Linked DNA regions of Mus musculus: regions 2, 3, 4, 5, 6 and 7 are each linked to region 1. A link is a contact called in public HiChIP or PLAC-seq, capture Hi-C and promoter capture Hi-C data. All regions are on one chromosome and are shown on one strand. Each heading gives the region's core, a stretch centred on a gene start, on an enhancer-like site or on the middle of the called end of the contact. The rest is flanking DNA. Distances are from core to core; before and after follow the strand shown. Region 1 holds the start of Il1r2 (interleukin 1 receptor, type II). Region 2 holds the start of Rnf149 (ring finger protein 149). Region 3 holds the start of Rfx8 (regulatory factor X 8). Region 4 holds the start of Il18rap (interleukin 18 receptor accessory protein). Region 5 overlaps Il18rap (interleukin 18 receptor accessory protein). Region 6 overlaps Creg2 (cellular repressor of E1A-stimulated genes 2). Region 7 holds the start of Slc9a4 (solute carrier family 9 (sodium/hydrogen exchanger), member 4).

The links. Promoter capture Hi-C pulls out the DNA fragments that hold promoters and counts their contacts. HiChIP or PLAC-seq counts read pairs in DNA pulled down with a chosen protein or histone mark. Capture Hi-C pulls out chosen DNA fragments and counts their contacts.
Region 2: a contact with region 1 is called in a promoter capture Hi-C map of pancreatic islet. The contact joins the promoter of Rnf149 here to the promoter of Il1r2 in region 1. A contact is called at or near these places in 8 of 39 promoter capture datasets (the 3T3-L1 cell line, 3T3-L1-derived adipocytes, the C10 cell line and 3 more), 1 of 484 Hi-C or Micro-C datasets (cortical neurons), 4 of 115 datasets of contacts at active chromatin or transcription factors (the 230-238 cell line, large pre-B cells, pro-B cells and 1 more) and 2 of 9 other capture datasets (liver and pancreatic islet).
Region 3: a capture Hi-C map of embryonic stem cells shows a contact between it and region 1, with 3 times the contacts expected there. The contact joins the promoter of Rfx8 here to the promoter of Il1r2 in region 1. A contact is called at or near these places in 8 of 39 promoter capture datasets (the 3T3-L1 cell line, the C10 cell line, the HPC-7 cell line and 5 more), 1 of 484 Hi-C or Micro-C datasets (bone marrow-derived macrophages), 2 of 115 datasets of contacts at active chromatin or transcription factors (the 230-238 cell line and large pre-B cells) and 3 of 9 other capture datasets (embryonic stem cells, liver and macrophages).
Region 4: a promoter capture Hi-C map of hematopoietic stem and progenitor cells shows a contact between it and region 1. The contact joins the promoter of Il18rap here to the promoter of Il1r2 in region 1. A contact is called at or near these places in 14 of 39 promoter capture datasets (3T3-L1-derived adipocytes, the HPC-7 cell line, HPC-7-derived erythroid cells and 11 more), 1 of 484 Hi-C or Micro-C datasets (bone marrow-derived macrophages), 1 of 115 datasets of contacts at active chromatin or transcription factors (bone marrow-derived macrophages) and 4 of 9 other capture datasets (adipose tissue, embryonic stem cells, liver and 1 more).
Region 5: a contact with region 1 is called in an H3K4me3 HiChIP or PLAC-seq map of bone marrow-derived macrophages, with 11 times the contacts expected there. The contact joins the enhancer-like site here to the promoter of Il1r2 in region 1. A contact is called at or near these places in 17 of 39 promoter capture datasets (the 3T3-L1 cell line, 3T3-L1-derived adipocytes, the HPC-7 cell line and 10 more), 1 of 484 Hi-C or Micro-C datasets (bone marrow-derived macrophages), 2 of 115 datasets of contacts at active chromatin or transcription factors (the 230-238 cell line and bone marrow-derived macrophages) and 4 of 9 other capture datasets (adipose tissue, liver, macrophages and 1 more).
Region 6: an H3K4me3 HiChIP or PLAC-seq map of craniofacial prominence shows a contact between it and region 1, with 6 times the contacts expected there. The contact joins the enhancer-like site here to the promoter of Il1r2 in region 1. A contact is called at or near these places in 6 of 39 promoter capture datasets (the 3T3-L1 cell line, the C10 cell line, embryonic stem cells and 2 more), 3 of 115 datasets of contacts at active chromatin or transcription factors (bone marrow-derived macrophages, craniofacial prominence and large pre-B cells) and 1 of 9 other capture datasets (adipose tissue).
Region 7: a promoter capture Hi-C map of stem cell-derived epiblast-like cells shows a contact between it and region 1, with 2.6 times the contacts expected there. The contact joins the promoter of Slc9a4 here to the promoter of Il1r2 in region 1. A contact is called at or near these places in 10 of 39 promoter capture datasets (the 3T3-L1 cell line, the HPC-7 cell line, the SN4741 cell line and 6 more), 1 of 484 Hi-C or Micro-C datasets (bone marrow-derived macrophages) and 4 of 9 other capture datasets (adipose tissue, embryonic stem cells, liver and 1 more).

Annotation. Positions count from the first base shown.
Region 1 is chr1:40,083,061-40,086,355 of GRCm38.p6, reverse strand. It overlaps Il1r2 (interleukin 1 receptor, type II), which reads right to left and starts at 1,642. Exons shown (of 9, transcript NM_010555.5): 1 at 1,537-1,642. It overlaps Gm16894 (predicted gene, 16894), which reads left to right and starts at 505. Exons shown (of 4, transcript NR_037980.1): 1 at 505-743; 2 at 1,069-1,212; 3 at 1,342-1,389.
Region 2 is chr1:39,575,200-39,578,673 of GRCm38.p6, reverse strand. Rnf149 (ring finger protein 149) reads left to right here and starts at 1,327. Exons shown (of 7, transcript NM_001033135.3): 1 at 1,327-1,847. The coding sequence starts at 1,400.
Region 3 is chr1:39,719,170-39,722,380 of GRCm38.p6, reverse strand. It overlaps Rfx8 (regulatory factor X 8), which reads left to right and starts at 1,392. Exons shown (of 15, transcript NM_001145660.1): 1 at 1,392-1,503. The coding sequence starts at 1,439.
Region 4 is chr1:40,513,438-40,516,817 of GRCm38.p6, reverse strand. It overlaps Il18rap (interleukin 18 receptor accessory protein), which reads right to left and starts at 1,456. Exons shown (of 13, transcript NM_010553.4): 1 at 1,342-1,456; 2 at 1,043-1,118; 3 at 283-421.
Region 5 is chr1:40,543,507-40,546,975 of GRCm38.p6, reverse strand. The region is part of intron 11 of Il18rap (interleukin 18 receptor accessory protein); the gene reads right to left. Among named protein-coding and RNA genes, the nearest start is that of Il18rap, 30 kb to the right of the region's middle. Within about 2 kb of position 2,120, at least 7 of the 459 cell types and tissues checked have an H3K27ac peak or open chromatin away from gene starts, as enhancers often do. A contact at or near this core is called in bone marrow-derived macrophages, where this site is marked.
Region 6 is chr1:39,634,818-39,637,891 of GRCm38.p6, reverse strand. The region is part of intron 2 of Creg2 (cellular repressor of E1A-stimulated genes 2); the gene reads left to right. Among named protein-coding and RNA genes, the nearest start is that of Creg2, 15 kb to the left of the region's middle. Within about 2 kb of position 1,816, at least 75 of the 459 cell types and tissues checked have an H3K27ac peak or open chromatin away from gene starts, as enhancers often do. A contact at or near this core is called in bone marrow-derived macrophages and craniofacial prominence, where this site is marked.
Region 7 is chr1:40,578,555-40,581,595 of GRCm38.p6, reverse strand. Slc9a4 (solute carrier family 9 (sodium/hydrogen exchanger), member 4) reads right to left here and starts at 1,369. Exons shown (of 12, transcript NM_177084.3): 1 at 825-1,369. The coding sequence starts at 1,080. Gm35801 (predicted gene, 35801) reads left to right here and starts at 934. Exons shown (of 2, transcript NR_168311.1): 1 at 934-1,140.

The DNA.
Region 1 (3,295 bases), core at 393-2,892:
CACGTGAGAAGAAAGCAGATGCCCAGACATCAACTCTCAGGAATAAAAGTCACCTGCGTGTTTACAAGACTCCCGGGAGATGCAAGAAGCAATGATCTCACAAGTTCCTTGTCCACAGATAACTCCCTCCGTCCTGGGCTCTCTAATGAGCATGAGCCTCATCTAATCTCCTAAGAAAATAGTCCTCCAAAAGGGCTCTTCCCATACAAGCAGTTCCAGCGTGTGATCGAGTCCTTGGGCACACACCCACATCTACTGAATCTGAAAAAAAAAAAAAAAAAATCTGCGTGGGCCAAGCAATGCGTGTCGTAGGCAGATATGGTAAAGGCCAAGTTGGAAGACCTGATAAACAGAGTAGTCGGAAGTTCCTTGAAAAAGCACCCGCTTCTGCCGCTTCTGCTGTCCCTAGAGGCTGGCGCTGCTATCCTGGGGTATGGGAGGAGGGACGTGATCACGTGATCTCCCCGGTCTCACTGTCAAAAAGTCGGACGTGGTCACGTGATCGCTCCATTCTCGCTGTCAAAACAGTAGGATTTGAGGGTGAGCTGGGAATGAGAATGGCTTGGGGAAGCCCAGGACAACCTGCAGCACACGAGGGAGGGTCCATCCCCGCAGCACTACCAGCTAAGAAAAGGAAAAGAATGCATTGAGGCAGGCGAGGCTCAGAGAGGCCTCGGGGAAGACATTCTTCTGCACTTATGCCTGTAGGAACAAGATGCTGATCCCGGAGAGCAAGCCTCCAGGTAAGGCAGAGCTAGAGGAGGGTGAGGTTGATGGAAGCCGATATGGAACACGGACGGAAGCCAGCAACATCCCACTGCAAGCAGGGACTGGGAAGGACAGGCCAGTCTTTTGCCTCTATTTACACAGTAGGAAACCCAGAGAGAAGCTCTGGCCAAGATCACCCTGTGTAAGGAGGCTGAGGTCAGAGACATATAAGCTAGGGCTCAGAAGGGAAAAAATGGGCTTCAAAATAGAGTAGGGGACTGAAGAGAAGAGACTTTAAGAAGCAGAGGAGGGAAAAAAACCAGTACATTCATTTATCTAATAACTGTGTGTGCCAGGCAGGTCTTAGAGTGCTGCCCAGTCTGCCTGGAAGCTATGGTTTCTGAGAGGCATCAGGTACATTTAAAAAAAAAAAATCACCCTAGGAAAGTCCCCAAAGCCTTTCAACGTGCTCTGCGCTCTGTCCCAGATGCTCAGCCTCCCAAGGTAAGAACCCAGCCCACTCCCTTCCTCCAGGTGAATTCTAGATGCTTGTCTGTCCCCTGCTACCTGGATCTGTGGACATTCAATAGCAGCTCTCTGATGTAGTCCCCCCCCTCCCTTTTTTTCTAACAGAGAAAACGAAGTAGAAAACAATCAAGGAATAAAGTGACCTCCACACAGGTGAGGAGACCGCTCACCCAGAGGAAGCTAGGAGACTCATAGAGGGTTGCCTGAGGACCCACTAAAAGCAGACCTGATGTTCAGACTGGTGTCTGACTGGTGACTGGCTTCCTGGTGTCTCCCCCTGCCTCTTTCCCACCTTCTTACCTGGAGCTGTGTATTCTTGTACCTTGCTGCTTCTTGCCTGACTGGGGAAGGCTGCTGGGCCAGACTTTCACCTTCTGTGATGTCCCAGCAGCCCCCTCAGGGATTTATAGGCTCCTGCTTGTGGTTTCCTAACTGGCCTGTGTCACTCACTCTAATTGGGTGGTGGTGGACACACCTTTTCCCTGCTCACGGGGAGCACCCTGCTCATGGTGCTTTGTGCGTACATCCTTGCCATATGGGGAAGTGGCCTAGGAAACTCTGAGTTTCCTTATTTGAGTGTGTGTGTGTGTGTGTGTGTGTGTGTGTGTGTGTCGCTAGAATGGCATGCTTCCAGCCAAGAACACATTTTAAAGTGATGCTGGCTGTACATGAAGAAGTTGTAAACAGTTTCACAGGCAAGATTTCACCCCATCTGCTGGATGCTGCTTAAAACCCAACCATGGTCCCATTAAAGAGAAAAGGAGGGTTTTAAATGAGTGGGACACAAGATCCCCACTCCCACCCCCAAGGAACTCTTCTTGACTAGGAGGAGGATTAAATGGATGGGCTTGTTTTAGGGGGGCCTTTGTTTGGCTTTTTGTTTGTTTGTTTGTTTGGTTGGTTTTGTTTTTAACTTTTTGTCTGAGTCTTTGGAAGCTGGGAACATGCTGCTTAATGTAGAGAAAGTGACTGCTAATGTAAGTTAAGGATTTCCAGGTCCGGAGACAGGCTCGGGTTTGGTGCTTCAGGAAAAAGTGGTAAGACAGCCAAAGGAGGAAGAGGATGGTGTGTGTAGTGCTGCAGTCCATGAGCCAGAGAGCCAGAGGCTGGACAAAAACCCAAGACATGGATGCTGCCCTTGTGGCTCCAGGGACCCTGTATGGACTACAATTCATTCTAGCCCACTGAGGCCCATGCAGACCTCCGACCTCCAGAATGATGTAGGAATAAGAACAAATGCAAATCTCATCCCCTGCCCCCCACCCCCGCCTTCATCTTACCTCCCCAAAAGGAGTCTGAAGCCCATGTTTTCTCTCCCTGTCCTTAATTTGTGAAGTACTTATGAGAAAGAATTGTTTGTATGACAAAGAGTCCTTCTGTTGCCCAGCTGACCAGAGTAGGGCTTAGAATTCTCCACCACATATTGTCTCACTGTGAATTTTATCCTAGGTATTTGATGACCATATTTTCTTCCATCAATATCGCAGAATTTGTATCTGCTAAAGACAAATGAATGGTAAAGACAATGTGTCAAAGTATTCAGAGTTCAGACCACCCCCTCAAACTGGGCATGCATGCATGATGTTGGTGGCTCACACATACTGTCTTCCAGTCACCTTCCTCCACTCTCTGGGCTGCATGTCACTTAAAAGTACCTTGCCACAGGTTTTCCATGGGTGGCTTCTGGTTTCTGAGCCAGAACCACATTGGGTCTAATTGAGGAGGAGTCTCTACCTCAGCATTTGCAACAAGCATCTTGGGTAACAGGCATCTTGAACCTCAAAGGATCTTGGTCATTTCCCATGCACTGGTGGGGAAGTTGAACTGAACATTCTATTGCTGCTGGGCCCATGAATGGAGATGGAGGGATACAGGAGAAGCAGTCATTGTTCCATGGGTCCTGCTGAGGCTTGCTACTGTCACTACTAAGTTTGAACTTTAGTAGTGGTAGTAATAGTAGTAGTTGTTGTTCTTCTTCCTTCTCCTCTTCCTCCTCTCCCTCTTCCTCCTTCTCCTCTTCTCCTCTTCCTCCTCCTTCTCTCCTCCTATTCTTCTTCCT
Region 2 (3,474 bases), core at 78-2,577, 510 kb after region 1:
CATTTGCTCACACTGAGTAAAGAGGGGGAAACAACATGAGCAAGCCTCACAGGGAACATGGTTCAGAAATGCGGCAGCACAACGGCATAGTGAGTGAGTTTTGAAATCATGAGTTCAGTTGCTCCATCAGAATCGAAGCAGGCCTCTGCTGAAAGTCCAGTGTAATTAAAGACTTGGTGTTCCTTTATAGAACTGGTTCTCAGGAGAAACTGGTTTGACCAATACAACAGAGATCTGTGAGGTGACCTGAGGCCCCTCAGATAAAAAGGATAATATAAGTCAGGCTTAGGGATGAGTTGAAGGTCTGTCACAGTATATGCCTGTGTGTGTATGTCTTCAGAATAGTGCCTAACAATGTATAGCTATGCATTAAGTCCATCACTTAAGTGTCCACTTCTTAGGTTTAAATACATTTTGATATTCAGTAGCTCATATATGAAGAGGTATTTTAAATGTCTTTTGATATTTGGTAACTCGGGTGTGATGTCTCCTCAGCGTTATGGAGAGATCTCCTGTGTTTATTCGGGTCTAGTCAGACTTCACATTCTTCAAAGGAAATACCTTTCAGGTTCGCTGGGGTTGATCTACCAGAGCATCTCAAATCTCAGCTCTACTCAAGATTTTACCGGAGCAGAGTTACCATACTTGCATTTAACTATGTTTAGTGTGTTCAGGATCTTTTAATGGTACACTGAAAGTATCCACCCACTGTGTTGTCGAAGGACTATCTATCAGCCACCATTTACCTCCAAACAAATCCTTTCCCCTTTTTCCCCCCTTTTGATTAATGTAGCACCTTCGTCTTCGTCCAAACAGAGGCACACATAAACTAAGGAGAAGGAAGAAAGGGCTCGAAGGCAACCATTGAGAAAAGAGCAACAAAGAATTTAATATATTACAGAGTTTGTAACAAAAGGCATCTGGACAACTTGACTTAGTGGTTTTTGTTGTTGTTTGCTTGTTTGTTTAAGTGGTTTAGGCAGCCAGGCTTTTGCCGCGTGCCTTGCACAGTCAACTCCACCCTCTGAGAAACTTTACACAACCGCAGTCCCACGCTGGCCGACCCGGAGCGCACAAACTTCCCCAGACTTGGGGACTCTGGCAGCAGGGTTGCACAACTCTCTGCAGCATCTGCAAGCTTCAGCTCGGCCGCCCACAGCCCTGCGGCACAGACCCTGGCGCCTGCGCACTCCTCACGCCCGCGGGCAGGGCCCCACCCCTTCCGTCGCCACGCCCCGGTCACGCCCCTCCAGGTGCGCGTGCGCCGCGGGTCCGCCCCCGCCGCGCTCGGCGGTCTCTCGCGAGCCGCCGCCGTCTCCTCAAAGCTGTGGGCCAGCCTGGAGTGAGTCGCCTCGTTCTGACTCGCGCTCTTCTTCCTCAGTAGCCCGGCCGGGCGGCCATGGCGGCGCGGCGGCGGCCCGCGGCCGGCGTGGGAGCCCGGGACGCACTCGCGGTGCTGGCGCTGGCCTTGTGTACTCCCGGGGTGGGCGGCGGGGCGCTCGAGTGGTACTCGGCCATGGTGAGCATCGAATACGTGGACCCGCAGTCGAACCTGACGGTGTGGAGCGTGTCGGAGAGCGGCCGCTTCGGAGAAAGCTCGCTCCGGGAGGAGAGGCAGGGCCTGGTGGGCGTCCCGCGCGCGCCCGCGCCCGCGGAGGGCTGCGCGCCCGACACGCGCTTCGTGGCGCCCGGCGCCCTCGGCAACGCGCCCTGGGTGGCGCTGGTGGCGCGAGGCGGCTGCACCTTCAAGGACAAGGTGCTGGCGGCGGCGCGGAGGAACGCCTCGGCCGTGGTGGTCTACAACCTGGAGAGCAACGGGAACGCCACCGAGCCCATGTCTCACGCGGGTGAGCAGGCCGGGCGCTGGGCCGCTGGCCGCGGCCGGGGCGAGCCTGGTGGTTCCCCGGGTGGTGTGGAGAGGGAAGTGCGTGCACACGCTGCAGGATCGGAGCTTCACCTCGGGAGGGTGAGAAAGCTGGGAAGGGCCCTCGGCCGGGGAGTAGCAAACACACCGGTGGCAGGTCCTACGGAGTTCAGTAACTCTACAGATTCCCGAACCCGGGTCGCTTCCTAAGGTCGGCTCACGGACTCCCAAAGTTGGTTGAGTGGAGAGTGTGTAGGAGTGGACGGCTGGCGCCGCCAGGCTCGCATTGTCTCTTCACCAACCTAAAGTGGCTACTCGATGTGGTTTCTTCCTCTCGATGAGGCGAATATGAGTGTTTTCAAAACCCTGGATCAAAAAACCTGGGTTTTCTTGCTGTAGTTTCTCTCTCGACGCATGTAGGGTGATCGCACTAGCTCCTGGTTTGGACAGTTTGAATTCAGATGAATTTTTTTTTTTAAACTGTTTTCATTGAAGGAAAGAAAGGCCTTGCTACCTCTGTCAGGAGGCCACCTCTAAACACGCTGTTCCAGGGGACAGACAAGGATGAGTTTGCAAAATGTCATCCTTGGGACAGAGTTCTCTCCGGGGACCCAGAATTTGATTGTGTTTCTCTTGTGCCTTCTAAGATCACATTAGCTTTAGGCATCACACGGTTGACTCATTCTGAATTTCCTGTGATTAGGGTTTTTAAGTTTCTGCTACTAGCTAAGACATCTTTCTTCCTGTACTGCATTTTTGTTCTCGTTCTGTTTTGGTGTGCATGCGACACAGAGCTTATAAAGACAGAAAAGTGACCTTGGGTTTAACCATTTTTTTTAACGCGGTTGGGAATGATGGCCATTTGATGACAAGGAAGTGAGCTACGAGTACAGATCAACTCTTTTTTTCTTGGTTGACTCCAGATTAGGAGAGAAATGGGTATAAATTGCAGAAGCATAGCAGGGTGAAGTAAGAGAAGGTAAGGAACACTTGAAATGGTGTGAAAGTAATCTGCTAGAATGGAGAAATGTCCAGAGAAGTCGGGTCTTTAAGAACTCAAGAGTTTGTTGGCTGTGGACCACGGTGGTGGGTGAGAATAGACCGATGTCCCTGCGGTGGTGTTGACTCAGGCAGTTAGTCCGCTGATTGCAAATCAGCCTAATTGTCACTGTCCACACACCATCTTTCCACAAGGCTCCTGAGAGATCCTAGCATCCCAGATATATGTTCCCAAGTTAAGTTCTGTCAGCGAAGATAGGCCGGTGTGACTCCTCGATGTTGGGTGTGTACATGTGTGGATGCACGCACATCTAATGTAGACCGTTTTCTTTTCAGTGACAAGCTCATTACCCTACAATTTTCTAACTCTACCCTTCTGCATTTTTTGATAATGACATTGACATCCTACCAAGCAGACACCTCTTGTTCTAAACATGGCTCAGCAATCTTTCTTGTTTATATTGTTGACATATAATTTATCTGGACCCAGGAAAACACCTCAATCATGTTGACTAGAATCTTCCTTTGGAGGGACACTTCCTTCCCCATTATTTGCCTTCTTTCTAGTTTTCTTAGGATAATAATAGTTGCCGTTTTTTGTTTTGTTTTAT
Region 3 (3,211 bases), core at 143-2,642, 360 kb after region 1:
CACCATTGCACACACTAGCAAGATTTTATCGAAAGGACCCAGATGTAGCTGTCTCTTGTGAGACTATGCCGGGGCCTAGCAAACACAAAAGTGGATGCTCACAGTCAGCTAATGGATGGATCACAGGGCTCCCAATGGAGGAGCTAGAGAAAGTACCCAAGGAGCTAAAGGGATCTGCAACCCTATAGGTGGATCAACATTATGAACTAACCAGTACCCCGGAGCTCTTGACTCTAGCTGCATATGTATCAAAAGATGGCCTAGTCGGCCATCACTGGAAAGAGAGGCCCATTGGACACGCAAATTTTATATGCCCCAGTACAGGGCCAAAAAGGGGGAGTGGGTGGGTAGCGGAGTGGGGGTGGGTAGGTATGGGGGACTTATGGTATAGCATTGGAAATGTAAATGAGCTAAATACCTAATAAAAAATTAAAAAAAAATAAGTAGATAGATAGATAGATAGATAAATAGATAAATCTTTTTTAAAAAACAAAAACAAAAAAGTCATTCTAATGGGTTCAGCCTGGGCTTGCGTCTCCTTGTCGTCTAGAATCGAGCAGGAACTTTGTGGACAGCTGTGTGTCATCTCTGGAGAACGGCCTGTTCATGCCCTTCACTCGTTTATAAGTTGAACTTTGATGTTGTGTTATTATGATTGGCAAGTATGTTTTTTTTTTTCATCGAGATTGAGACATCCTTCTGAGACTTGTAACCAGTGAGCAGCCAATGTCACATCCCTATGGTCGGAGTCTTAAAAGTGTGCCACGCCTGTCCAGTAGCACTGGATACAATAGCCTATTTCCCCATGAAAGGTGTGAGCTTCTGAGACAGCTGTCCCTGCAGGCTTGGAGGGATCGGTCTGCAGCAGCAGCCACCGGAAGCTGCACGTTGGCCCCTCTCCCTGGGATTCTATTTTCACCATCTAGGTCACCTGGAACACAGCCTCTTGTCCAGAGAAGGGCTTTTCCCGGGCCAACTCCCCTCCCCATGTCCCACCACCACCCGGGCCCGTTATACTGAACCCTTTGGGAAAGGAGGTGTTAGCTGATCATCAGTATTTTTCAAAGTGCGGAAATAATCAAATAATTCTCAAGTGCTGTCCAGTTACAGACCCTTGGTGATCAAACACTGCCACCGACCTGGCCGAAAGTTTATGCCTGAGCTTTTCTCTGTTCCCTGGTTTGATCCGTTAGCCCAACGTTGGCCAGAGAGGGGAAGGGCGGCAGCATGGGGGATGGGGAACGACATGGGAGGTGCCTCTCCGACCTTTGGTGGCGGTGGGCGGGGAAGAGACCCCAACCCGCACCTCTGGGTGCAAGGCGTGGGCCCAGCATCCCCCCTCCCACCCCCCAGCTGCACGCGCCCCCCGCGCGCCCCCGCTCTAAAGTAAACACGGCGGAGAGGACCGGTGCCCCGCTCGCTGCCCGCTGGGCGAGGCATGGCGGAGGCGGTGCCGGCCTCTCCTGCGAGTGGCCTGGGCCTGCACCGGGGTATCATTCAATGGTGAGTGTCAGGACAGGGAGATACGGGCGCTGCCGGCAGGTGGGGAGCCCCGGAGGACGGGAGAGGAGCACCCCTGGTTCAGGAGACCCTGGCGGAGAACGAGGGAACACACACACACACACACAAGGTCTTCGTATCTGCACCCGGTGTGGTGCTGGTTTTCCACCTAGCTGTCCCGGTGGGTCCCACTTCCCGTGGGGGAGCAATCCAGCCTGTTCCAACCAGAGCGAAGCCCTGTTACTGAAACACTGGCAGGCCTTGGCCTTGGAGGAAGCGTGTTGTTGTTGTTGTTGTTTTCCTCCTGGCAAGAGCTCTAGAATGGAAGTGTCTTAACTTAAAACAACGTTTAGCTTCAACAATGCACTACGTATTACTTGTGAAAGTCATTTCTTGGCTATTTCAATAGAGGAGAGGAAAACTATAAAAAAAAAAAATACCCTCAGCTCATGGGCCTGAACTCAAAAGAGTCTGTGGCTCTTTATAAATAGGAAAATAATTAAAGCCAGTCCTCAGACTGTAGCTTTATAAGGTGACTATTATATATCAGCATACATTTTTCTTTGTGTGAGCTTTAAGAAATATTTCTCAGGGGAAACTTTTTTTTTTAAGAGTCACCTGAGGAAGAAGTAGTTTTTAAAAAAGAGAAGAATATGTTTATGATTATAGTTACTACTTTGTTCCAAAAGAGAATTTATTGCCCATCTTATCTTGCGAGAGGAAAAAAAAATGTAGTCAGACCCCCTTGCCTGCCTTCTTAGCAAAAGAGTCAGTTCGGTGCCTTAATTAGCTACTTCAGCTCACCACTGCTACAGAGACTTTTGCTACAGAGAAGTGAAAGAATGATTACAAAGTTTAAACTACTTGGGCATCCTCTTTAGGTCAGGTACTGTGGCCAGATTTCCTTTTGCCATAGGTTCTTCAGAACTGAGAAAACCAAAAGACTTCAATTCTCCTAACACTGGCATTCAAACCACTGCCCCAGTGTCTAAGATAGAATCCTGGAACAAAGATATCAGGCTGCCCAGAATGGGGGCAGCAGTGGCTAGAGCTGGAGGAACCATGGGAGGCAGCTCAAGAGAGAGTAGGGAGAGGCCCCAGATGTCCTGTGGAAGAAGGGCCCTGTTTATGGATTACATCACTCCCTGTTTTCCAGTCAGTGCCTTGTTAGAAGGGACAACGATCAGTCAGGTGGGGTCCTATCTGGGCCATGATTACCACTGTCATCTGAACATGATAAATTGTCCCTGGGAGAAAGGTCAGGATGTTGGCCAGTCTGGGGGAACAGAAGTAAGGTCTCCAAGTCAGAGACAGGAAGAGACATGGTCAGACGAGGGAGCACAAGCCTGGACACAATAGTGTAGACGCAGACCCCGGGTCAGGCCTTGGCATCTAATCTCAGGTAAAGCACAGGGGCATTTTGGTGGCACAATGGCAGCCCCTTAACCAGAGTCACCTGTGGTGGTCACCTGCCTCACACCCTCTCCTCAGAGCCGCATGCAATAGAGGTCAGGCTTAGCAGAGCAGGTTTCCCTTGGGACTGGCTCCCTGGGGGGCAGTGTGCTGCCGCCATGCCCGTGACTTTCTTGCTTCTGTTTACATTATGATGGGAGAGATAAAAATGGCAATCGCTGAAAAAAAAAATCAGGTTAATAAAGAAAATGGTTTAACCAATAGCTCCTCCAGAATTTTCGGTCCTCAACCCGCCCCA
Region 4 (3,380 bases), core at 207-2,706, 430 kb before region 1:
GACTACACAATCTCATTCTACCATTACCCAAATGCATCAGGAATTCCAAAGAGATCATCCAAGAGTAGAGCATCGTACTTGTTGAGCACTGGCCAACTTAAACCAACATGGCTGCCAATTCTGCATATGGGAGTAAAAATGACTGACAGATACCAGCAAATGTAAAACTCAAGTTTGTCATTCTGTAAAACATGTGTGCTGTCATTCTTATTGTCCCAGTAGAAAACCAAATGTTGCATCACTCATAGCAACGGTGCCCGTTATGAAACAATGACCACATACCTGTTCAGTAGTAGAAGGGAGAATCATATCTGGAGGAAGAGGGTTTCAAAGTTTCTCATCTTGCCACCACTATTCGCCTTCTCTACAGAAGGAGGTCGGAGGCCGGTGAGATGATCTGAAGATCTGCAAGGTCTCTTTCCTAAAATTTTCCAGAAGGCTTTTATTTAAAAATTCTCTCTTTTTCTCAGAAGCAGAAAAAGTTAGCCTGAAGTTATTCAAAAGATACCCAATTTGACCATATTTTAGAGTAATAATGAGCTAAGTTTTTCAAAGAACAAAGCTTTTGCTGGGAGGAGAAAAATGAAAGCTGTGAATGAATCACCAGGAAGCCTCTCAGTCCTGTGCACACCCTTAAAGTACAAATAAAAAAGAGATGCTATGGCCTAGTCTAATAATTGCAGTAGTCAAAGAATACTGATAATGCTCACATGGTCCATAGCAGCTTGTTCAGTGCTTGCCTCCAAAGATGGACAAGTAATGTGGCCATTCAGATTTGACCCGCATTTGATTGAATCCCTCTATAATCCTTTCAATAAAATGTAAGAATCACTGTTTAAAACAAAGGTTTACTTTGTAACTAGTCACTTATACAAGTTAAGGTTAAAACCGACACTGAGATACAAATGTTGCTGCCTAATAGCACACCTGTGATTAAAAATATTCCACAAAAAGCAACTCTTTAGCAATTCACTTTTTAAGTCCTTTAAAAATATATATTAGGGGTTAAGGAATCTAGGGAAAGAATATTCTGGTCTCTTACCTTTGTTTCCTGCTCTTACATACACAACAAATAAAGAAATTCAAGTCTTTATGTCAGTGAATGCCAGCTTGTGCATCTGAAAAAAAAAGTGTGAAAAACACCCATTTTCAAAGGGTTCTGCTACATTTTTTTTTCTTAGCAAGAGAGTTACTTGAAGAAGATTTAAGGACTATCCAACCCATACAGTTTTGAAATAATAAGTTATACCTGGACAGAAAAGGACAACCTTGGAATTTTGTAAAGGACCTCTGGTGTTGGAAAATGCCCAGTCATAACAAAGGAGAAATGAAGTAAACTACCTTTATCCACGGAAGAAAACTCCTGAAATAAAGCATTCAAAGCTGTCCTCTGGCCAGCCTCCTTGACAAGAAAGGGGTTGTGGTTAGGTTTAGTTGAAATGGTGAGTAAGCCTGCTTCCTTTACAGGAATTTCCTGTACCAAATGTTAACATTCGACACGGTTTCTCAACAGGGGAGTTCTTTTTTACTTCCTCCTCCTCCTCTTCCTCCTCCCCCTTCTTCTAAAACAAGCACTGCCAACCTTGCCTTTCATTTCAAACCTAAAGGCTTTCTTCTGATGAACTCTCTCTCTCCAGCATCACTTTTACAGAGCAATAATTTATCAATGAGGAGAGTGATATAACCGTAGCTTTGAAAGGCTCGGAGGCTATGCTTGTGCACCGTGGAATGCCTAATTAAGAACTGCACTGTAATTAAAACAATTTAGAGGACCGTGAGACCACACTAGTCCCAAAGCCTCTTAATTAAACGGAGCCTATTCTCCCCATAAAGACAAGCTGAAGCAGCGGGGCACAGCAAACCATGGGGATTGTTTCAGCACAAGGCTGGAGAAGAGCATAAAATAAAAGCAGAGCCCAAGTTCATGTCAGAGTGGGGGCAAGGTAAGTGTTGACCTGAGGTGAAGGTGAAAATCTAAGAGAAGAGTTAGCAACTGAGGGCAGGTCTAAGCCAATAAATAAATAGATAAATAAATAAATAAAATCATGTATTCATGCTAATTGTGGAACTAGCTCAAATCCCAAAAGGATTTGAGGTTTTCCTACCACCTATTGCAGGTTCAGAGGAAAGCACATGAGGGCACATGAGCTTAGACTCCCAGGGTGTGACAGGGACAGCCCAGTAATCCAAAATCTAAATGGGATTAAAGGAGGAATACTGAGGATGAAGGGGAAACGGATAGACCAGGCATTGTTCATGATAATGGTTTAATTCAGGCTGAGGTACATTCAGAGTGCCTGGGCGTTGGGAGTGTCCTTATCAAACCTCAGAGATCTGAATATAGACCTTAAAGTTAAGCCCAAAGTTACTGCCAGTGTGGTCTCCTGAAGTGAATTCATCAACAGCTTTTCCTTCGAAGCTTAATGTGTCCTTTATAAACTGTTTTTGGAAGAGAAAAGCAGGACATCATGAACCACAGGAGATTTGGGATCAGATGAAGGTCTTAGTCACCACAGGAAACTCAGGCTTTAACACTTGGTACAAGTAAAATCATTGCGGAGCACCCTCATGAATAGAGAGAGCTGACCTGTGGAACAGAAGAGGAGACAGTGTAGAAACAAGTCTAACTGTGTGTGGAAATTTTTAAAAATAGGAAAGAGCATCACAAACTAGACGTAGTGTGGTAACTTAGGTCGCCCTATGGAAAACTACGCAACAAATTCTCCACTCGCACCACACAACAGACTATGTTCCAAATGGACTCAGATCTTTTTACTTAAATTTATTTTTTTAAATTTTTTAATGTTTGCAAATAAATTAAAGTATAATTACAACACGTTTCCTCTTCCCTTGGCATTCCTCTTATCTGATTATTATGCCTGCTCATTATCCCCGTCACTGGTTGGCCTTTCCCTCAATCTCTACTCCATCTTTATCATGTAAGGCAAGAAAAATTTTGGGTCAAAGATTTTGTGGTGGGTTGATGTCCCCCTCACTCCACTGGAAGTCCCACCTGGCTACTGGAAGTGGCCACTTCAGTCTCCTTATCTCCAACTGTTAAGAGCCTCATCTAAGGTCACTCTCATAGCCTCTTCTATCTCAGATCTCCAGCTAATACCAGAGATGACCCACACTGATTTTTATCTCTTTTCCATTTCCCATACCTGATCTCCATCCCCGTTCCCCTTCTCACCCGGTCTCCCTCTCCCACTCAATTCCTTCCATCCATCCACCATGTTTATTTTATTTTCTCTTCTGAGTGAGATTCAAGCATTCTCTCTTCGGCCCTCCCTGTTACTTAGTTTCTTTGGGTCTCTAGATTGTAGAATGATTATCCTGCACTTCCTGGCTAATGTCCACTTATAAATAAGTACATGCCA
Region 5 (3,469 bases), core at 871-3,370, 460 kb before region 1:
AATTGGATAAATGTTCTCTTCTGCTTAACTGGGTGTTGGTTGTTTTGCTCATCACAACCTGGGAGTAGTTGGGCTTTATCTATGTATTTGCATATATAGTACCCACTGTGTAGTGATAGGCTTATATACACACACTCTCCAGAGAGTCCACAGCCTACTGTGTCGTAGTTTATACTGTCTAGGTTTATACAAGCCCACTATATTTTGTTTCTACAAAGAAAAGTAGCCTAAGGGTACATGTATCTGAATGTACCCTTGTCATGAAGGGCTGTGTCAAGTGACGACAGTACTTGTATCTCCTTGTGAGGTGAGATCAGTCGAGTTCCCCTTGCAGGAATGGTTGCATGAGGTAGCAAATATGCCAGACCAGAGTCTCTGGCTCTCACACAGCCCTCCCCTTATATTTGAGAAGCTACATTTATAGAAGTAGTCTTAGGACACTGTACAGGTCTCTTGTACTTCTGTTGATAATATTATCAGGAAGATTTGTTGGGATATGCTGAAATAAAAAAACTACCTCGAAGAGACAGAAAACTCACACATTAACTCACACGTTTTGGGATGGAGCAGCTGTAGTTTATATTTCAGGTCATTCCATAACCTCCATCTACAGTGTTGTTAGATGTAACTAGTGTCTCAGGCCACAAGTAGTGTCTCAGGCCGTTCAGCAGTGTGCTTGCTAAAAGAGATGCCCAGAGGATTGGCTACCATCCACAAATAAAACAGGAGGCTCAGAGCCCCCAAAGCTATAGAAGCTAGTTTGTGAGGTACTCGACTGCCCATATAGAAAGGAGGAGACTCTGAGGTGTGGCCTGTAGGTAAGTGCTGGTGTGTTTAATGATGAGACCTTGAGATAAGAGTAAAGAAGAAGTTCCAGAGAGGAGGATAGTAGGACACGCCAGTACGCAGAAAGGGTTAAAAAGTGAGATTGACTTTACTGAGGAGGGGGAAGGGTAAAAGGAAGGGTGGATGAATATCAATAGAAATGATTTTAAAAGCAAAATAAAAATAAAAATGTGTAACACACCATATCTACCTCTGACCCTCCCAGGGTTTTGTAAAAACCCCAGAGTTTTCTATAAATCAAAAGATAAAACAGAGGAATGGATACAGAAAATGTGGTACATCTACACAATGGAGTACTACTCAGCTATTAAAAAGAATGAATTTATGAAATTCCTAGGCAAATGGATGGACCTGGAGGGCATCATCCTGAGTGAGGTAACACATTCACAAAGGAACTCACACAATATGTACTCACTGATAAGTGGATATTAGCCCCAAACCTAGGATTCCCAAGATATAAGGTACAATTTGCTAAACACATGAAACTCAAGAAGAATGAAGACTGAAGTGTGGACACTATGCCCCTCCTTAGAATTGGCAACAAAACACCCATGGAAGGAGTTACAGAGACAAAGTTTGGAGCTGAGATGAAAGGATGGACCATGTAGAGACTGCCATATCCAGGGATCCACCCCATAATCAGCATCCAAACGCTAACACCATTGCATACCCTAGCAAGATTTTATTGAAAGGACCCAGATGTAGCTATCTCTTCTGAGACTATGCCGGAGCCTAGCAAACACAGAAGTGGATGCTCACAGTCAGCTAATGGATGGATCACAGGGCTCCCAATGGAGGAGCTAGAGAAAGAACCCAAGGAGCTAACGGGATCTGCAACCCTATAGGTGGAACAACATTATGAACTAACCAGTACCCCGGAGCTCTTGACTCTAGCTGCATATGTATCAAAAGATGGCCTAATCGGCCATCACTGGAAAGAGAGGCCCATTGGACACGTAAACTCTGTATGCCCCAGTACAGGGGAATGCCAGGGCCAAAAAGGGGGAGTGGGTGTGTAGGGGAGTGGGGGTGGGTGGGTATGGGGGACTTTTGGTATAGCATTGGAAATGTAAATAAGCTAAATACCTAATAAAAAATGGAAAACAAAACAAAACAAAAAAAAGATAAACTTATTTAGCAATGAATTTACAGAGTGTGGTGTTAGAGGACCTACACATGTCCTCCTAGTGTTATTTCTTTCTAAATGAAGTTTAGACATTCACAATGAACTCTTGGGCTTTCATTTTGTAAATAAATATCCGTTTGACCAGCAGAGGGCGCTGAATCACTGTGCTCCAGAACCCAGTTCTGAGCAAATCACCAAGAAGTGAAATCACATGAGACAAAATTAAATGATCCCTATCAACTGACTCTGCTTTGTTAAACTCTAGAATCTTAGGGGGGGGGGGGTTCAGTGAATTTGTTCCATACAAATATAAAAGGCTAATTAAACAAACAAAAATTCTGAAAACACTGTTGGCTTATATGGAACTCAAAGGATGTTATCAATAATCGATCTAAAATAAGATGAAATGCATGTATTTCTCTAGTTTTCTTAGCTTGGTTCAGGTGTGTGTGTGTGTGTGTGTGTGTGTGTGTGTGTGTGTGTGTGTGTGTGTGTGTGTTTGTGTGTGTTTGTGGGGGCGGGGAACTGAACTCAGACCTGAAACACTTCTTACTTTCTTTTCTTGGTGCCGTAATTTCAGCCTGCAAAAGCCACTGGCCTCAGAGGACCCTCCCAGTGAAGGTGCTTACACGGCAGGCAGACCTTCTGCTCCAAGCAGTAAAGTCAGTCACTGACACTGCAAATACACTGACCTGAGACTTGCTGAAGCCAGCAAAGCTTAAAGCAGCATTCTAGCCCATACAACATGATGGGTATTGCAACCATGTCTTGTGGGTGAATTAACAGAAGTGTCATTGGTAATAATAGGACTTGTAATTTGTGCAACTTACACTTGTTTGGGACAAATCCCTGACCTGGCATGCCTTGTTTTCATGTGGTAATAACCCAGGTGATGGGTTTCCTAAAACCAGACTTAAAGATTCAAAGTTAAGACACAGCCTCTTTGGGTGGTCTCATACGAAGATTATGGCTTCATCTTTCTCTGTCTAAGGGGACTGTGAAGATGGCAATAGTCAATACTCTGACTGGGCATATGACCCATCCTCAAGTGACATTCATCGCAGACCATACTGAGTTTCTATATACTTAGGTACCAGTCTAAAGGCAAACCAGGTCTAGCCTCAGTGAGCTCACATACTGTCCTCTGCCTGCTGCTGCGACAGTCCTGTTTTATGAATGAGGAGAGCGGTATATAAAGCTGCCACTTGCTGAATCACCCCAGATTGGTTAGCAAAGAGAATATTTCTAAGTCCCATAAATCCCACAAAAGTATCTTCTACAAGGTTCCTGGTAACTAGAATGAGCTAGAATTGTTTCTTCAGTCTTTCCTGGTGTAAAGCCAGAGCAAAAGGAGGAGAGGAAGGAGGAGGAGGAAGAAGAAGAGGAGGAGGAGGAGGAAGAGGAAGGAGGAGAAGATGAACAAGAAGAGGAGCAGGAAAATTAGAAGAAAAAAGAAGAAGAGTAAGAAAAGGGGGAGGAAAGACTAGGAGGAGGAGG
Region 6 (3,074 bases), core at 567-3,066, 450 kb after region 1:
GTGGTTTGGTGAACATTTGTCCCCATGCTACAGAAATCAAGAATCCTGTTGCTGTGGGTATTCATGGTCAGTTTCTGGGCAGGTCTATAGTTCCAGTCTGTTTGGTGTGTAATGGGAGTCGAATTGTTAGATCACATGCTAATTCCATGATTAACTCTTTAAGAACCTGCCACGCTGTCTTCCCGAGTGGCCACACCAGCAGCAGTATCTGAGAATTCTGGCTCCTCCTTATCCTGGCCCATCTGGTTACTGTCTGTCTTTTTTTATTCAGTCTGTCCAGTTGTGGAGATGACATCACACAGTGGTTTTGATGTACAGTCCCTGAAGGCTGTGGTATTGATTGGCCATTTGTCCTCTTCTTGGGAGAGCTGGGTTATTTACCACTTCATTGTTGAATTCTAGAGTTTCTATCTATATTCTATATCTATATCTATAACTGTTCCTCTAAGCTAACACAGACGAGTGTGCTGGTTTTACTGCTCGCAAATGAGGACAAAAACATGATCATTCATGCTAATGTATGCAGCGCCTCCCTTTGATATTTTGGGGGTGTCACGATTGTGCCTACTTATAACCTAAACGTTTTAAAATATAGACGTTGGACTGGGGAAGTGGCCCAGCCACTGGAGCATCTGCCACATGAGCAAGAGGACAGGTTTGGATCCCCAGAACTCTTCACCGCTGGGTAGCCATGGTTCCAGCTGCAGAAGGAGGAAACAGCTGGCTGGTGAAACCCGGACTTAAGCTCTGAGTTCAGTGGACAGTGTCTGCCTCAAACAGAATAAAGGTGGAGAGGGATCAAGGAAGATGCCTAACATCCTAACCCCAGAGCATCCACACACATGTGCACACACAGGGACAAAAGGCACACACAGGTGCATATATCTCTTCCAGAGAGAAATGAAAAAAATGAGGATTCAGATCAACCTCAGTGGCCAGAGCAGACTGACTGGTCTGAGAGGGGAGGAGCCTCACGCCTCTGTGGTGCAGGATCTGAGGGGGCAGGGCAGGACCCAGCACAGAGTCTGAGAGCAATCTCTGTAATTGGAGGTAGAGCGCGGGGAGGGCATGGCTCCCACTGCCTAGAAACTGCGGCAGGGACTAAGTCACATTGCCTGCTTGTGTAACCTCCAGGCTTCTGGGTGTGTGGTGGGGCATATTTGCTCAGTAGGAATTCCATGAGCCCGACTCCCTAGAGCCATGGGTCCCTTTTAAAGCCCTGCTGCTGAGGGAAATTTTCCTTCACACATAGAAAAATATAGAGAAGGTAACATGGGTCTAATACAGGCAGTATTCAGTTGGTGAAGGCAAATCTTGCCGTATTCCAAGCCTGAATCCAGCAGCAGGCAGCTACAAAGGGAAGCCCAGAGAATCTTCATTCAGACAGTGACTTGCCCCTCACAGGAGAGTGAGTGGTTTTACCCTCCCTCCCCACCCAAGGGGCTCTACCTCCAGCTTTTCCTGGCCCATTGTGTGTGGCTGGCCAGTGTCTGTTGAATCACAAGACTTCACGGAGAATGAGTCAAGTTTCTAGCCCCAGTGAATGAGGAAATGTACGGAACCACAGTTTCCTTTGGATGCTTTTGCCAAGCTCCTGGGCTGCTTGATTTCACGCAGAGAAACTCGGAATTCTGATAGAAGCTGTGTTGTTGTTGTTGTTGTAATCTTAGGGCTGGCATCAGAAAGCAACAGCAGCTCTCACTGGACCAACATTGAGGTGTTGTCAGGGCTCTTGGCTTCTATGGCTTGTGCCCTCTGCCATACTCTGAAGCCAGGAATGGTGGCTAAGTCTTTCTCACATCCTCTCCCACAACATGACCCTTAACCTCCTTCTCCTACTTTAAAATTGTAGTCAACTGTGGCGACCTAGTTCTTTAATCCCAGCACCCAGGAAGCTGAGGCAGGAGGATTGGGAGTTCCAGGCCAGCCTAGGTAAGGTAGTGAGACTTTATATCAATACACCAATATTGAGAAGAGAAGGGGAGGAGCAAAGAAGCTGATGATTATCTAGGACCTAGTCAGACTGCCCAGGAAAAATCCCCCCTTCAATGCCGACTGATTACTAACCTCAATTCTCTCTTGCCACCTATGGTATTGTATTCACTCGCTCCAGACGTGTGAATGTGAACACCTTTGAGGGCTTGTTAGCCAGCCTATCACAGAGAAAGAAAATGATGCCAAGACAAGCTGCTACCTAATGTACACATGGAATGTTCTATAGTTACATTAGCTATATAATTTTTTTATTCTGTATGACCATCACCAATAGAGAAGGAAAAAAATCCTTATTTAAATATCCTGTTTTACTGGAGCTGTTGCCTGTACATGGGATATGTTCTTCTAGCTGGGTTGCCTTGTCTGGCCTCAGTGGGAGAGGAGGCACCTAGCCTCACAGAGACTTGAAGTGCCAGAGTCGGAGGACACCCAAGAGACCCCACCCACTCAGAGGAGAAAGAGGCATGGGGGAAGGATTGTGGGAGGCAGTAATCAGGAAGGGGCAGTAATAAGTAAATAAGTAAAAGTGAATAAGTAAAAAATTAAACTAAATTAAAAATAAATATTATTCTGTGGTGACTTACTTAAGAGGGCTAATTCCATTGCTTTGTTCAAGAGAGATTTTGTAGAAGAAATTGGCTTTAACTGTGAACAGATAAAGCTGATGATGTTCTTGTGTGGACAAATTCTAGTTACTTGTAATGCTTGTAGAGTCATTTCTCACTTGCTGGTTGTGTTTATTTTCTCCTGTGTGTCTCGGGGCTGGTTCATTTGTTTGTTTTAACAACTTGCTGAGTAGATTCCATTTTTCTTGCAATTGCATTCTGTGATTCCTTTATCTTAGCCCACGAGAAAAATTCCCAACTCAGCAACTAGACTTTTGCCATGTTGAAAACACCGACGGTAACACTTCTGGATGGAACTCGATGTTCCCCCCATGCAGCAATGTGTCTGAATACGTGTGTGCGGTCACTATTACCCTCTCTTGTTAGGACTCCACTGGGTGTGTGATAAAGAGAAGCTTCCAGGCAGGTAGAGGCAAGTCTCTTAAGTCTAAGCTAAGCATGTATGTGGCTTGA
Region 7 (3,041 bases), core at 120-2,619, 500 kb before region 1:
GGTGCATTTTACACTTTGAAACACCTGCCCACTATCATGAAGGGCAGCAGAGTTGCAGAGGCAGTTACTTTCAACTCTTACAATTCCAGTGTTTCAAAGGGAAATGCAAAGAAACAACATCCCATCCCCAGAAGTGGAAGATTCCATTTCATTTCAATGTTATTCTTCCAGATGTTTCCAGGAACAGTTCCCATAATATTCTAAGAAGAAAAAGAACTTGCAAAGTCAGAAGTGACTTTAATTATTTTTGTTGTATAATATCTGTGTAAGCAAACTGCTAGAGATGTCTCCCAACTAACAAAATTACAGTTCTGTGGCTAGGAATGAGTAAAAGACTATGTTAGAAAATAAATGTTATCTACAGGGGAACACCAGGGCCAAGAAGTGGGAGTGGGTGGGTAGGGGAGCAGGGTTGGGGGAAGGTATAGGGGACTTTCAGGATAGCATTTGAAATGTAAATGAAGAAAATACCTAATAAAAAGGGGGGGGAAGGGGAATGTTATGTAGTCTTCAGTATTTCCTGAATACTGTACACTTTACATTTTATATTCTTTTAAACATATAGCATAAGATTTTTATATGACAAAGAAAACACATGGTTATCTTTTTGAAATATGAAGTCAAAACCATGCAGGACCTGGAAGTATGCGTTTAAATTTCAAACACAATCCTGAAACATTAAACAGCCACACTTCAGGGAAATGCGCACTACAAGTAGCAGTTACTGTCTACTTAACTCATCGTAGTCTGTCATGTAAGAGATGTTCATACATGACAACTCAGGTAAGAAACAATCCTCCCTCAACCTGTGCTAGAGGACTTACCTATCTTGGCAAGAGATGCGAGCAGTATCCAGAGGGTGACTTCATAAGGGATTTGAACATAGTCATAATCCAGTTCAAAAACAGATATCCCTTCATCGGGGTCTGAGCTAGAAGCAGCAAACCGAGCATCAGGTGCCTGCTGGGCAGTGGGATTGGAGGACTCATTAACATACGATGTTGCTTCGGAACGTGTAAGGACCGCCAGCAGTAGTAACCAGTTCCATAAACGAAAAGCCATAAACATTGCAGGACCCATGCCTGTGCGACTCTGACTTCGCACCTGGGTCCTGATGTATGCCACGCCTCTGCGGCACAGGTGAGTTTCCAGCTGCACTATCTGACCGAGAGGCAATCTATTTGCAATCCAGAAGTCATTTCCAAAGAGGTCCGGTGCGATGACTCTGCAGGTGCGTCCTTTCAAATCTTCTTAAAATCTACTGTGTTCAGGCAGCTCAGTTCTGGGCTCAAAGAGATATCTATAAAGAGAAATCAATCCCTCTTCATTCGAAACTGTTTCCTCATTCTCTGAACACTGGCTTCATCTTGTGAGTGTAAATTGGGAAGAGACTCATTCCGAGAAACACTGAAGTCCTTTATAAGGAAAGGATTCCTTTCTGCCCTGTTGGATCCCAGGAAGGAGCCACCTGTCCCACACCTGAGCCTCCTCACCTCCCGAGATTCTGTCTCACCTGTTTTGAACCGGTCAAAGCCGCAGGTAGCTTTTGAACCACACTTTAATTATTTGCTTTGATTTGACTTTTGTAATGAAATGCTTGTTCCGAAGGTTCTTGGCAGGCTACACTACTGACACCTAGTGGGCACCTGCAACATATCAGCCTTTGTGGCTGATAAGGACCAAGTTGCTGTCTGTTGGGTTAGCGCTCAAACCAAAGTATTTTTGAGGATGAAGAGCTGTTAGGAATTGCGCCAGGCCATGAGGACGAAATAGCACTGTCCTGGAAGACCCATAAGACTGTCTTCACAGACAAGGGAGGAGGAAGTGGCAAAGCAATGAAGATAATGAATACTTGATTTCCTGGCCAATAAATTATGGAAGAAACAAAGCTCCAGCTTTCTCTAAGCTCCACAGTGAGTTTCTCAAAGGGAAGAAACCAAAATGAGAAACTTCATGAATGTGTCTGAAAACTCAGTTGGAAAAATGTTCTCAAATACTCAAACCCAGTAGCTAACCATTGTGCCATTGTGCTCTGTCTGTACAAAAGAAGTGTCTACACAGCCTAGCTATGAGGTCCAGAATGGATTTTGTCAAAGGTTCTTTATCTGGAAGTGGGTAGTTGCATTGGGCCAGTGGAGCAGATAGGACAGTAAATAAAATTGAGAAGAAGAGGAGGAGGAGAAGGAGGAGGAAGAGGAGGAGGGGAGAGAAGGAACTTCAAAAGGCCCAAATTGCCTACAGATTTAATGTGTATTTTTCTAAAGACAACTGAAGCAAGGATGTAAAAACAACTAACGAGCTCTGCTTGAGGCCACAGCATCACTTTGAACTTTACCACGTCATCTCCCTTCCTTGTCAATTGCACCTTACAAAACCACCTTTTGATCCACTTACAAATGGAAATTATTTTTTTAAAGACTATTTATTTTATGTATATGAGTACACTATAGCTGTCTACAGACACAACAGAAGAGGGCATCAGATCCCATTACAGATGGTTGTGAGTCACCATATGGTTGCTGGGATTTGAACTCAGGACCTCTGGAAGAGCAGTCAGTGCTCTTAACCCCTGAGCTATCTCTCCAGCCTGGAAATCCTTTAAGACAGAAGATAGAAAGTAACAGCATGGAACGTAAATAGAACAACAACAGCATGGTCAGAGGGATGGGTTAGTTTTACAAATAGCCACTAGGTAGCATTTGATGTAACTATGAATTTCATTGGACATACAGGGGCTATCTTAGACAAAGGAAAGCATCAAGCAGATAGGTAAGCGTGTGTCAACCATGGATTTACAAAGTACAATTAACTCCAGGGAGAGAAGTTGGATTAATTTCAACATAATGTAATATGATAGGATGAAAGTCAAAGTCATACAGATCTCTTAAATAAACTGAGAAAAAAGAAACAGACCAAATCAACATGTTTTCATTTTTAAAAAAACAGACTAAATATCCCAAAAGCTGTTGCCTGTATGTTGGATATGTTCTTCTAACTGGGCTGCCTCATCTGGCCTCAGTGGGAGAGGAAATGCCTTGCAG